Linked DNA regions of Zea mays: region 2 is linked to region 1. The links are chromatin contacts, called in public Hi-C maps. All regions are on one chromosome and are shown on one strand. Each heading gives the region's core, a stretch centred on a gene start, on an enhancer-like site or on the middle of the called end of the contact. The rest is flanking DNA. Distances are from core to core; before and after follow the strand shown.

What was found. Hi-C and Micro-C count contacts between places; a contact is called where the count stands out from the background.
Region 2: a Hi-C map of ear shows a contact between it and region 1, with 4 times the contacts expected there. The contact joins the promoter of LOC100216809 here to the promoter of LOC100191674 in region 1. A contact is called at or near these places in 2 of 25 Hi-C or Micro-C datasets (ear and tassel).

Annotation. Positions count from the first base shown.
Region 1 is chr1:117,062,601-117,069,549 of Zm-B73-REFERENCE-NAM-5.0, forward strand. LOC100191674 reads left to right here and starts at 2,759. Exons shown (of 9, transcript NM_001359709.1): 1 at 2,759-2,906; 2 at 2,992-3,199; 3 at 3,721-3,750; 4 at 4,391-4,517; 5 at 4,617-4,763; 6 at 4,905-5,035; 7 at 5,110-5,247; 8 at 5,746-5,844; 9 at 5,986-6,436. The coding sequence starts at 2,821. The coding sequence ends at 6,216.
Region 2 is chr1:117,678,796-117,685,744 of Zm-B73-REFERENCE-NAM-5.0, forward strand. It overlaps LOC100216809 (putative glycosyl transferase family protein), which reads left to right and starts at 4,189. Exons shown (of 51, transcript NM_001348664.1): 1 at 4,189-4,554; 2 at 5,197-5,294; 3 at 5,412-5,566; 4 at 6,431-6,554; 5 at 6,725-6,838. The coding sequence starts at 4,302. It overlaps LOC103644874, which reads left to right and starts at 972. Exons shown (of 4, transcript XM_008668027.2): 1 at 972-1,152; 2 at 1,286-1,537; 3 at 1,711-1,930; 4 at 3,827-4,058. The coding sequence starts at 1,134. The coding sequence ends at 4,058.

The DNA of each region.
Region 1 (6,949 bases), core at 1,509-4,008:
CTTATTCATTCACCTTTGACTATTTGCAAAAAGAGAGGAAAAGGATTTACAAAAAGAATTTGCAAAAACAAAACAAGTGGTGCAAGCGTGGTCCAAAATGTTAAAAATGAAGAAACAATCCATGTGTATCTTATAAGTATTTATATTGGCTCAATTCCAAGCAACCTTTGCACTTACATTATGCAAACTAGTTCAATTATGCATTTCTATATTTGCTTTGATTTGTGTTGGCATCAATCACCAAAATGGGGGAGATTGAAAGGGAATTAGGCTTATACCTATTTCCTAAATGATTTTGGTGGTTGAATTGCCCAACACAAATAATTGGACTAACTAGTTTTGCTCTAGTGTATAAGTTATACAGGTGCCAAAGGTTCACACTTAGCCAATAAAAAGACCAAGAATTGGGTTCAACAAAGAGAGCAAGGGATAACCGAAGGCAGCCCTGGTCTGGCCACCGGACAGTGTCCGGTGCACCAGGGGACTTCACGCTGAACTCTTCACCTTCGGGAAAATCCAGAGGCGCTTCGCTATAATTCACCGGACTGTCCGGTGTACACCGGACAGTGTCCGGTGCTCCAGGGAAGAGCGACTCTGGAACTCACCAGCTTTGGGAATTCGCTCCGCTATAATTCACCGGACATGTCTGGTGTACACCAGACTGTCCGGTGAGCCAGCGGAGCAACGACTATTCAACGCCAACGGTCACCTGCTACAGCATTAAATGCGCGCCAGAGCGCGCAGAAGTCAGGCATGCACAAAGTGGCGCACCAGACACTCTACAGTGCATGTCCGGTGTGCCACCGGACATCCAGGCGGGCCCAGCAGTCAGAGCTCCAACGGTCAGAACCCAACGACCTGGTAACGTGGCTGGCGCACCGGACTGTCCGGTGCACCAAGCGACAGACAGCCCCACCAAACGGCTAGTTTGGTGGTTGGGGCTATAAATACCCCCAACCACCCCACATTCAAGTCATCCAAGTTTTCAACCTTCCAACCACTTACAAGAGCTTGACATTCAATACAAGACACACCCAAGTGATCAAATCCTCTCCCAATTCCACAAAAGCATTAGTGACTAGTGAGAGTGATTTGTTGTGTTCTTTTGAGCTCTTGCGCTTGGATTGCTTTCTTCTTTCTCATTCTTTCTTGTGATCAATACTCACTTGTAACCAAGGCGAGAGACACCAATTGTGTGGTGGTCCTTGCGGGGAAGTTTTGTTCCCGGTTGATTTGAGAAGAGAAAGCTCACTCGGTCCGAGGGACCGTTTGACAGAGGGAAAGGGTTGAAAGAGACCCGGTCTTTGTGACCACCTCAACAGGGAGTAGGTTTGCGAGAACCGAACTTCGGTAAAACAAATCCGTGTGTCACACTTTTTATTTGCTTGCGATTTGTTTTGCACCCTCTCTCGCGGACTTGATTATATTTCTAACGCTAACCCGGCTTGTAGTTATGATTAACTTTGTAAATTTCAGTTTCGCCCTATTCACCCCCCCTCTAGGCGACTTTCAGTTGGCTTCATGATATTGTTAGGAGAAACCTCGGTTTGATCCATTGAACCGATCATCTATTGACGATCCCTGCTAGGTCACACCACTTGTCCCCACCGGAATCGCCAAAAAGTGTGTTGGCTCCGATTTGGGGTCAAACAATAGGGATGTATATACCGCCTGGTGGTGCCTTCTGCGCCAGTGCGGACGGTCTGCGATAGCGCAAAGTCGTCTTCCTCCTCGAAAAATCCCTAGTACCTTCCTCAGGGAAGGAACCCGTCAGGAAGGAGAGTTCCATGGGGTGCCCCGGGGTCGGTAGGCCACCCGCGGCATCCCTAGACGACGTAGAATCGAAGGGAATGAAGATTTGGGGGTGGGGAAAGGCTAAACTAGGTCTAAATTACTGCTACTCCTAGGACAAGAAAGTAAAGAAATGAAATATTGATTGATTGGTTCGATTGTTTTCTTCGACAATCGGTCGTACTCCATATATAGGGAATGTCTAGACCTGTTTCTAGGTGTCCTCGAACATAATCCACGTGATTAGATAGATAAGCACGTACGAAAAAAGACTTTCTTGTCTACGTTAATCTAGTCACGAATCGTTCAGGCTATCCCGCAGACTATCTGGGACGCAGACCGCCCGGCCTTCCTAGATGCCACATACGGTGCTCAACACATTCATTATCATGTCACTTACCGCACCCCTTGTAAGACTATCTACAATGGATAGTGTAAAATAGGGAACACAAACTGTAGATGATATTATTTGCAGAGTGAAGTTTAAAATAGAAGATGTGGTAGAGAATATGCTGGAGATAGCCTAATGAAAGTAAAGGAAAGCATGCAAAGAGAAAATAAAAAAAAAGTCTACTTGATTGATACCAAATTCAAACCACCTATGCTCACTTTTAGATTATGTGTGATAGACTTAAAAGTTCTTTGGTTTTGCAAATATTTTGTCCATTTAAGCTATCTCTATCAGATTATCTTATCATCATTTATCGGATTTCTTATTTTAAACTTTATTCTACAAACAGTGTTAAATTGTCTTATTTTACACTACCCAATAAAAACATTTTAAGATAAGACAATCTCTATCAGACTTTCTATATCAGCCTCTATCTTACTTCTTTCACTCTATAAATAGCTTAATCTACATCACAAAATAGTATTGTAGTATTTTGAATGTACATTTACACTGGCTTTCGATTGCCCGCAAAAGGCTTCCGTGACGTAAAGAAGTACTCTACCGAAGAACCAAGAGGAAAAATGTATGCTGTGCGCGCACAGCCTTTTCTTAAAAAAAGGAAAAAAGAGGCACAATAAATGGCGTCAAAGCCACGGGCCTTCGCGAAGGTCTTCCTCCCCGCGCTCCCGCCGCCGCCCCTCCTCACTGCCCCCGTCTTCTCGCGGTAGGTGGGTCGTCCGTCCATTGCCTCCCATCCGCCTCCTCTTTCCGCAGCGGATCTGCTAACCGAATTCATCCGTTCAACGCAGCCGGCCGACGAATCGGGGTGCCGGCGCGGCGGCGATGTCGGCTGCGGCGGCAGCGCCAGCGCAGGCTCCAAGGAAGTGGGAGGGACTAGTGGACGAGGTGCTCGAGAGGGAGGTGCTGGCAGCGTGCCTGGACCAGGCCCCCGAGCGCCGCCGCATCCGCGAGGCTTTCAAGGACGTTCAGCTCAGCATCGACCATTGCCTCTTCAAGGTCAACCCCTCCCCCTATTTTGCCTATTTGCTTAAAATCCAGTTAAAGGTGCCACTTTTTCTCGTGTTCCAGAAATTATGTTCGTTCTTATTATCGGTTCTTCATATTTAGTGACGTGCCAGGATAGGATTGGTTGGGCAAGATAATACAAGTACTGTTTTCGTGCGTTATTGTCTACTAGTTGAGAGAATAGACTAACAAGCTGCAATAGAAACCTGTGTTTATAATAAAATGTTTCGTTTTTGTGAACCACAAACTTCTGGCCTTCATCTAAAAGATGTCTAGGCAAAGCATGTGTTATCAATTGGTTGGAAGTATGGGTGGGTACTAGTAATACTGTACAATATTATTATTTTTTGGCTTTTTAATCTCCAGTGCAATGGTTTTTGTAGAATATAAATAAACTCTGCTATAATATATTTTTTCAATCATCTCACTTCAAATGATGGCATAGAAAACAGGCTTTATGATTTCCCATGCTATGGATGATCTCTCTCACTTGCATTCGGATTATGATGCAGGGACAATATAGTGGCATCAGAACAAAGGAGGTACTATATCTTAAACTCTATGATTTCTTCATAATAATTAGATCCCTCAACTTCTACTGCAACACATAAATTTATTTCATCCATTTCTATACAAGGTTATTTATGTCATACTGCAACATAAATTTATTTCATGCATTTCTGTACAAGGTTATTTATGCCATAGAGTTGATCCCTTGTTTTCTTTCTAATGAGTGCACACTGTACATTGGAGAAATATTTGAATGTTTTACTCTATGCAAGTGAGGTGTGTTATTTATTTAATTGAATTGAAGTATTGAACGAGTGCTCACCGTGTTGAAATATTGGATAGTTGCAGTATTTGTTTTTTAAAAAAGTAAGTACAGGGCACTGTAATGTTGAAATTCACATGGCATGTCCAATAGTACATTAGTTTCTCCTTTGCTTTGGTAGGTGTTTTGCTGTGAGTGATGAACCTTCAGGAGTTGGCTATTTTATAGATCATTTTTCCTTGTATGGAAGATATTTTCAGGTGGTAATATGCTATGCAAAAATGTCAGTTTGCTCAATGGTATTCCTGACTCTGAAAGGATAATGAAACACCATCTAATTATTCTATGTTTAGAATTTTGTGCCAGCTTGTTAATTAATACTCTACCTTCGGAATCTTTCTCTTCTACAGTCATGTGAGCATAACTCTAGGGGTGTGGAGATTTTCTCAAAATGCTGGTTTCCGGAGAATCGTCGAATGAGAGCAATTGTTTGTCTTTGCCATGGTTATGGAGACACATGTACCTTTTTTCTTGATGGTTAGCTTTTCCTCTTTGATGCCACTTATCCTAAGGTTTGTCTGATATAGTAATATGTTGCTTCTTTTTGCATATTTTTTAATGATTGTTTTATTTTAGGAGTTGCGAGGAAGATTGCTTCAGCTGGATATGGAGTATTTGCACTGGACTACCCTGGCTTTGGTCTTTCAGAAGGACTTCATGGATATATTCCAAGTTTTGATACACTTGTTGATGATGTAGCTGAACACTTCTCTAAGGTCAAAGGTATTCTGCCATTACATCCTTGCTGGTTTCTCATGCTATCTCTTTTATGTACATGATTTTGAAATATGTTTAGTCCTTATGTGAAAAGTACCCTAACTTAAAGATTATCATTTGTGCATAATAGTCCTGTTTTTTGGGTAGGAAATCCTGAATATAGAGGCCTACCGAGCTTTCTGTTTGGCCAATCTATGGGTGGAGCAGTTGCATTGAAGGTTCACTTCAAGCAACCAAATGAATGGAATGGTGCAATACTGGTGGCACCGATGTGCAAGGTAGTTTTGTCTTTGTGGAATATTATATATACAAGTTAATGCCTTCCCACTTATTCACAAACTCATTCCAATAGATAGCAGACGATGTGGTTCCACCTTGGCCCATTCAGCAACTTCTAATTTTTATGGCCAAACTTCTGCCAAAAGAAAAGCTTGTTCCTCAAAAGGATTTAGCTGAGTTGGCATTCAAAGAGAAGAAGAAACAAGAGCAGGTCACTATCTTTCACACTGTATTCTCTGGAACTAAAATGTGATTCACTCATTTAGTTAATATTTCTTTATTTTATTCCATTCTTGACTGTGTTGTACATTCTTTGACACAATTGCTCAAGGCATATATATTTGCAAAATAATATGAAAAAACAATATGGACTGTTTAATATCGCTTCATGCTCCAGGTGAAAGTAGTATACATTCGCATCTTCTCCAGTGATAATTAGAATAGATAATTTTGGCATACATGTGAATTTTATGGTGTTCCTGCTGCTTGTAGTTCTACCTTCCCTTATAACCCTAGAGTATGTACGAAGATGCATTTGAATGCAGGCCCTGTTAGTTCCTTTTCTTTTGATTGTGTGGGCTTGTGAAATACTATTTGGTTGAGGGAGAAATATGTTTATTTCTTTTGAAAATGTATTTATTAGATCATTAGCGAATCTTAGCTGAACATTGTGATTAGAGTGTACTTATTAGTTCACTATCCAATGCAGTGTTCTTTCAATGTGATTGCCTACAAGGATAAACCACGTTTGCGAACAGCTCTGGAGATGCTGAGAACGACACAAGAGATAGAAAGGCGTCTAGAAGAGGTATGTGGCTCTCCACTCCCTAGGTGCTATCTCCAGTGGTCAATCTTTAGGTATAAGAACATAGAATCGTGGATTGGTCTATTTTTCGTATTCTTCAGCTGTCATTACTTTGATGGTTAGATCCTGCTTCATGTTGCACAGGTTTCTTTGCCCTTGATCATTTTGCACGGTGAGGCTGATATGGTTACTGACCCGGCGGTTAGTAAGGCTCTGTATGAGAAAGCCAAGAGCCAAGACAAGAAGCTGTGCCTCTACAAAGGTGCGTATCACGCTATCTTGGAAGGTGAACCGGACCAGACAATATTCCAAGTTCTCGATGATATCATATCCTGGCTCGATCAGCATTCCACAAAAGAAGGTATATCGTTGTGAATCAGGCAGCGCTGTTCACCAGGATTGGGTGAATTCCTTTGGCAATGCTGTATCGCTTCCGGTTGGGGATCCCAGATTCAACGGTGGGGATTCCATTTTTGATATGACCCTGTAAAATTTTTAGTTCAGATTATCGATGTCTCCGTCATGTACCTGAACGATGTAGACGTACATATATGTAACTGATTAATGTGTATCAATTGACCACGAATTATTTGGGAAAACCTCAGTTGCAAAACGCCTTTTATTTTATCACAATTTCTATCCTAGAGAGGTGTCTGAAAGTGAGATGAACTAGCAATAAAGGAGGTGTTCTGATGAACTAGCGATAATGGAGAAGGTGTTGGGTATTTTTTTTATTAAAACCTGACCCCCTTTGCAGCTCTCCCGGCGTTTCACGCCTTCGGCGCCGATCACTGGCTCGCACATGTCTCTCCTCACGAAGCCATCGTTGGGAACCCTGCTTTGGGAATCTTCTATGTTAAAACTAGTGCACGCGTTCACTTGAGGCTTGGCTCACGGACGCGAACTTTTCCACACGGACACGACCTTTCCAGCCTTGCCCTCGACGGCCACACGACGCCCACTTCGATCTCTTCACTGTCACCGTCCCCTCCACTCGTCTTGCCATCGACTGCGTCCTGTCTGTGCCGCAGCGCAGGGAAAGTCAGCTCCTGCTACGACGCCTCGACCCCGCGCCTCTCCACCTCCTCCATGCTCCTCCACGTGGTCG
Region 2 (6,949 bases), core at 2,939-5,438, 620 kb after region 1:
ATGCCTCACCGGTACATGCAGTTTTGGATGGATATCCAAACTAAATGGGATGTTTATTGGCTTTTTATGCTTAAGTAGGTCAAATCATACTGCAACGTCAAGGCATCTACAGACCAAAACAATAGTACCATGTGACAAAAGTTCTCTATCAAACTGGTTTTACTATCTATTAAGTTAGTACTATAGACCGCCCTCGCCTCCGCCCGCCCGCCCACAAATCCTGCCGCGCTACACAGCCAACGTCGCCAACGCTGCCGCAATCCGTCCGCCTCCGCAAACCATGCCGTGACGCAAACCACGTGCCACGCGTACCTGCCATCGCCCGCGGGCGCGTTGTTGAGCCGAATCACCAGGTCGTGGGCGTCGATGAGCGTGCCGTGCTCCCGCGCCAGCAGGACGCCGCTGTTGCCGACCATGGCACACGACACATACGGTCGGGGGCGTTGCCGTCGCCGCCCCTCGCCCCGGCGGCGTACCGGTCCATGGGGCGCTTGATGAGGTGCACGAGCTCGGCCATCACCTGCGGCTCGAACCGCTGCTTGCCGAGCCAGTCACGGAGGCCACGCATCGCGGCGTCCCGGTGCTCCGGGGGAGCCCTCGTCAGGTTGAAGGAATAGGGAGGGCATCCACACGCCTGCCCCCCCCGCCGCCACCCCTCATGTGATGTCCGGTCCCAGCCCCCACTCGAGATCGCCGCCGAGCGCCACCCCTCGGTCCCGTACCTCGCCCGAGATCGTGGATCTACGCCCGATGTGGGCATGGGGCGGCGTCGAGCGCGTGGCCGTGGGCCTCCTCATCGCCCCCACGCCGCTGGAACACTACGCGTCTGTAGTGGATGAATGCAGTATTGGCCATTTCTGTTTATCGCATCACTAGCTTTTTTTCTTCACTTCTGGTCGGCGTCTCTTGTTTGTTGTTGGCTTCATAAGCGCACAGAAGGATGAGAGATAGAGCGACGAAGTATCTTGCTCGGAACTCTCCCACAGCTAGGCTCTGAGATGAGTAATGGGTTCTGAGGATAGAGCCACGCGAGCTTCCTCCCGTTCTGCGTCCCTGCGACGTATGGGCACTGCCGGGGGCTATGACCTGTAACCAAAGAAGAGGGAAAATGCGAGATAAGCAGTAGCTGGACCATGATAACCAGGGATGCAGGTGAGTAGATCTTTGGTTTCTCTTTGTTTGGTTCTTGATTCGCTGTTAGCTCATCAGTACCCATCATTCGCTTGTGATCGACTCAAGCTACAACCGTAAACAAGTTACTGACCTTTCAGACTGGATGTTTCAGGTATGGCTGTTGATTTGCTTCGTGTTCACAGAATCCTCTCCACCCTGTTGGAGACAAAGGGGATAACCGCCACGAGATATATAGAAGGTAGAGGTAATACCCAGAAAACAACTGAATTGTTGCTGGAAGCTGGTGAGCAAGAGATTTTACGCACCTGGGAAGACCCAATGGTCGAGGAGTGCAAACATGATAGCAAGGACTCGATTCGGAGAACAATCGTGGAGCATGATAAGGTCTTCAGGCAGCAGGTACGTAGCAAGCAACACCATAATTTGTGAGGTATATTTGCACACATAGACGACGAGAAGTTAACAGACTGCTCCAGTTCTGTAATAAGTTGACGACCAGTTGTTAGTCAGACCTAAGTTGTCTTGTCATCCATGCAACAAGAACTTTTGCATATGATACTGCTTCTTTGCATCAAGTGCATGAGCTGCATCGTTTGTACCATGTACAAAAAACATTAATGGTTGAATGCGATAGCCATAGGTATCAACCGAGAGCAGAAGGAACTCATGAAGTGGTGCAGGGATCAAGGTCGAACCTCAAGTGCAGTCCTTCTACCTCAGGGACAAACCAATCTGCTCTCCATGGTAATGCACAATACCAAGCTCCGCAGCAAGTACATGAGAATATATATTGTTCGTTTTTATTTGTGTATTGTCACAATGTACATGCATTGTACTATATACATTATATGTTAGTTTTCTTACACTTGAGATTCCCGGAAATTATTAGTGATGACAAATCCAATATTGTTGTTCCATGAAATTTGTTGGGAGATGGAAATTATGGTCATCAACAACTCTAGCACACAGAGTGTGCGTTGAACTAAGGATTAGTTCCTATATAATGGCACATTGGCACTAACATTGTTATGCATTTTAATACACCCGTAGCAACGCACGAGCATAGACCTAGTAGCTTCCTATGACTGAGATTCGTTGGTGGCGGTGGACCAAGCTCCAGATGGTTCAAACCCACACCTAATGGCGAGGCCAAGGTTATAATTGGTCTAATTTTTATAGGGGTGGAGTCCGCGCGACCCTAGTGAGGTCTAGTTGGTGAAACAAACGGTGGAAAGCTGTTAAGGCGAAGGAGCACAACGAGGGGATTTCGCCCGCCTGGTTCGCGTTCTGTTGGGGACGAAATGACCTGGCAGAGGGGGCCCACGGGCAGTGTCCCGACCGAGCACGCGCGCGAGGGAGTTAGAGGCTAGCTATTCGGGCCCACGCGCAAGTGTCCGAGGGAAAGGCTGACACGCATGGCCCACACTACAGAGGGACGACGCGCGGACCAGGGGGAAAGTCTAAATGGGCCGCACGACCAGGAAGGCCAGATGGGCCGAAAGCACAAAACCAGGCCCAACTAGGTACTTTATTCTTTTCTATTTTATTTCTTTTTTTTCCAAACCCATTTCAAATTCAAACTCATGTTTTGATCTTCCAAATTCCCAAGTGCCAAAGTTGATACTAATGTGATTATAACATCTACTATTTACAATATTATCATTTATTTTCCTTGTCATTTATTTATGGGAGGAATAAATGGTTCCATTAAAATTCCCTTTCTCCTTTTCTATTCTATGTTTTCACTTAAAATTTTGGGGTCAAATTCAAGTTATATTTTCAATAAAGTGCCTTTCACAAAATTATAAGCAAGAGATGCATTTTCTTCATTATTTATTTATTGGTTGTTTAACTAGTTTATTATTAATTGATTATGAATAGGAAGGGTCCTAATAACTTCTTAAAGGGGTTTTCAAGAATTTTAAAATCGCTATCATAAATATATTTATTTATTTTATTATTATTTTTTTCTTCTACCAATTTTTGGCCTCACAGTCCGCCGGCCCCAAAACGACCCTAGAATCTTACCCTCACGAGATCTCTCTCGGGGCAAAATCCACTTCACTCAAGATTTCTTCCTCGACCTATTTTCTTAATCCCTAGGCGATTCTACTCTGTCTGGAAATGTCCCGGGTGACATGCCGACCGGAACACCATAAGATCTCTCCTTCCCGACGTGGTCCCTTGGACGAGATCTATGTCCTGCAAGGAAGGAGAACTCTCTGTGCTATCGCGGACCGCCCGAAGTGACGCAGAGAGGAGACGCTCCTACAACAAAATCGAACATCGTGAGGCCAGAACCGTGGACCGGCCGTGCCGCCGTAGAGAGCACATTTCGGTAGGACCCAAATCGGAGCAAACACTACATTCAAACTCTACCCTACAAACAGTACATTTATAGTGCAAAACAATGTTTTAGACGATATGAGCCCGGTTTGTTTTAGTTTTTTCAGCTTTTGGTCACCAAAAGCTGTTGCAGACTGCTAAACGCCCAGTTTCTCAACCTGCTTCTATGAGAATCACTTCAGTCAAATCTTTTTAAAATCAACTTGAACATAGAATCGACCGAATCATTATAATAGAAAACCACCACTTTTCACATACTAAACCTTATATACCTTTTTTATTTTCTTTCATACGTAATCTACACGATATTCAATTTTCTTTACAGCTAAATTCTTTCTACAACCAGATTTTTAAAAAAGCTCCTTATAAACCATGAACCGCTGGATATGGTTTTGGAGATAAAAACTGTTCGGTTGCCGAGCAAATTTCTCACGCGTCATGGTAAGAGTCCAGTCGGTCACCTCCGCGTCGACCGCAGCGCGGCCCGCGGGCAGATCATGTTACGTTACCGCGTGCGCTGCCTAGGACCCCACCCCACCACCAAAAACCACGCGCCGCGGCGGCGGCAGCGCCAGTGAGATAATAGACACAGGAGTGCTGGAAGCATTTCACCCTGCCTCCGCGAATCAACACCCCACCGGCCACCCTCTCGACTCGCTTCAGGGGCCAAGCCAGTGTCGCTTTTGAATCCGCCTCCGTTCGGTTTTCCCCAAAACGCCTTCCTTCCACTACTGCTTGGCATCCTTGGATTCGTAGGCAGTCAGATCACGCGGCGCGCCTCCCCTGGTGACTGACCTAGGGCTCGCCGCGAGCGCGCGGCGATGGCGTCGTCCACGTCCAGGCGCCGGAGGGGTGGGGGCCTCGAGCGGGTGGCGGACAACTGGGAGCGCCTCGTGCGGGCCGCGCTCAAGCGGGACCGGGACCACCTCCGCGTGGGGGGAGCCCCGGCTGCCGTGGGAGGGCAGAGGCTTGCCGACGCCGTGCCGGCCTCGCTGGGTCGGACCACCAACATAGAGCAGATCCTGCAGGCCGCCGACGACATCGAGGTCGAGGACCCCAACGTCGCGCGGATCCGTGAGTCCCTTCCTCCCACGTATCTCGCCTAGTTAACAACAGTGCAATTCATGGATGGAGCTGACTGCTGATTTGTTTGGGGTAGCTTTGGATGGGGGTTTTGGAGTCCTCGGTTTGGGGGATTATCTCTTGTTATCCTGCTGTGATTGCCCATTACTGCCTGCAGTGCGTGCTACTGAGTACTGAGGATGTCCTCAGTGTTGGACTCCAACCTCGGGGGGGGGGGGGGGGGGGGGGGTCATGTGCTATTTGCTAATGCTATGTACGAGCGCCCATACTTACACTACCTAAGATTTAGGGTTTTTCTGGCTTGTGGTTTGGTTCGATTCGTGTGATGGGAAACACAACAGTCCTTGACATACGCCCTGTTTGGTTTGCCTTATGCCTACCACCTGGCACGGTGTCATACTCGGTGGGAGAACAGCTATACATAGAACAGAGTGCCCAGTTATTTGTCGTGGTGGTTGGGAGGGAGGCAGTAGTGAGAATCATGATCACCGCAGACCACTTGCGCGCTTTTCATCGATTCCTGTGGCCAGCGATCCACATTCCGATTACAAGCGGAACCCAACAGAGCCTTACTTTATTACAGTTGGCACTTTGGTGTTCTCTTAAGTCACTCCTTTTCGTCTTGCACCACAGTTTGTGAACAAGCGTACACGATGGCCCAGAATCTGGATCCCAGCAGTGAAGGTAGAGGGGTTCTTCAGTTCAAGACAGGTTTGGCATCTGTAATTAAGGTATGCTTACTTTCACTGTAAACATGACTGGGTACACTTGTTACTTTAGTTTCTGCTCATTCTTCTTCTCAGTGATTATTTCTAAATTTCCCATGTTCTAATCATGGTATTCCGCAGCAAAAACTTGCTAAGAAGGATGGGGCTCCGATAGACCGACAGAATGACGTTCAAGTCCTGTGGAACTTTTATCTTGAATACAAGAGTCGTTGTCGGGTTGATGATATGCAACGTGAGCAGGAGAGACTGAGAGAGTCAGGAACCTTTAGTACAGAGTATGACCTCTCTCCCGTTTAAAAAAATCATGATGTATTTTGTTTTTTTGGGTTCTGGGAGGGTCTCGACATTCTCTGTGACTCTGATCAGCTTTTGCCTGATAAAATTTATAGCTCTAGGTTAGTATACTATTACTGAAAGTGAGGAATCCTTGTATTTCTGGTTAGTCATCACCAACCATTAATTTGATATATTCTAAATAGTATTTTTCAAGCTCACCTTGCTTCAGAAGGTTTTGCCTGCATATGTTTTGTTTACTGGATGTGCCCAGAAACAACATTTGTGTCATCAGTCTCTATATAATGTAATGAACTTATGGTGATCCTAGAATTGACAGGGATAGATACATGACACTGTTTTTTTTGCTTGTTTATTCTCCGTGAATTCATTTTCATGCGCACACAGTAGTTCATTTGCCTTCTTATTGTTGAACAACGAAGCTATGTGGTGCTACTATATTATATACCACATCTTTTAGAACTTTTGCGCTCTTTGGATTTTCCATCAACAAGAAATGGGATTGGGTGATCTTCTGTTCTACTAGAGTGGAATGTAATTTGTGGTGCTGGTGCCAACACCAAATCTAGTTGTTTAAGCATGATATATGCTTACTGATCATTTTCCCCAGTTGTTAATAAAAGGCTTGCCTATGCTCAGTCCAGTTTTGCCTTCTGAGTTCTGATGTGCCATATGTTTTTGGTTACTCTTTTCTTAATGTAATGGAAATAGATTTATCTACTACCTTCCTCCTAAATATTGTATCACTCTCAGTCTCGGGGCTTTCCCTGTAATTTTATTCATTAGAAATCTTACGTTTGTTACTACGTACCTCATGGCAATTGTATTTTCCTTACTATGATCAGGATGGGAAATAGGGCAATGAAAATGAAGAAAGTTTTTGCTACATTGAGGGCTTTGCTTGATGTTCTGGAAAATCTTGTTGGTCAGTCACCAACTGATAGACTTCATAGACAAATTCTGGAGGAGGTAATTCATTGCAGAACTCATGACCCTGTGAAAAAACCCCGTATTTTTTGTTTGTGGTTGTATCACTGGTGTACTAAAACCCTGTGACAGTAATAATATTTGCTTCACAAGAATAAATTTACGTTATATAAAATGTACCATTACTTTTCTCATCATCTTTTTCTTTTCAGATAAAGAGAATAAAAAGATCTGATGCAGCCTTGAGAGGTGAACTTATGCCATACAACATTGTACCCCTTGATACATCATCGTCAGTGGCAAATATTTTTGGGTTTTTCCCTGAGGTATGATTATTTACTTTCGGTTTTCAAACACCAATATTTATTATAAATTTGTGCTGTACTATGCATTTAAATGTGAGAAGCATTTCCACTTAGCCAAAGGTTCTGAGTTCG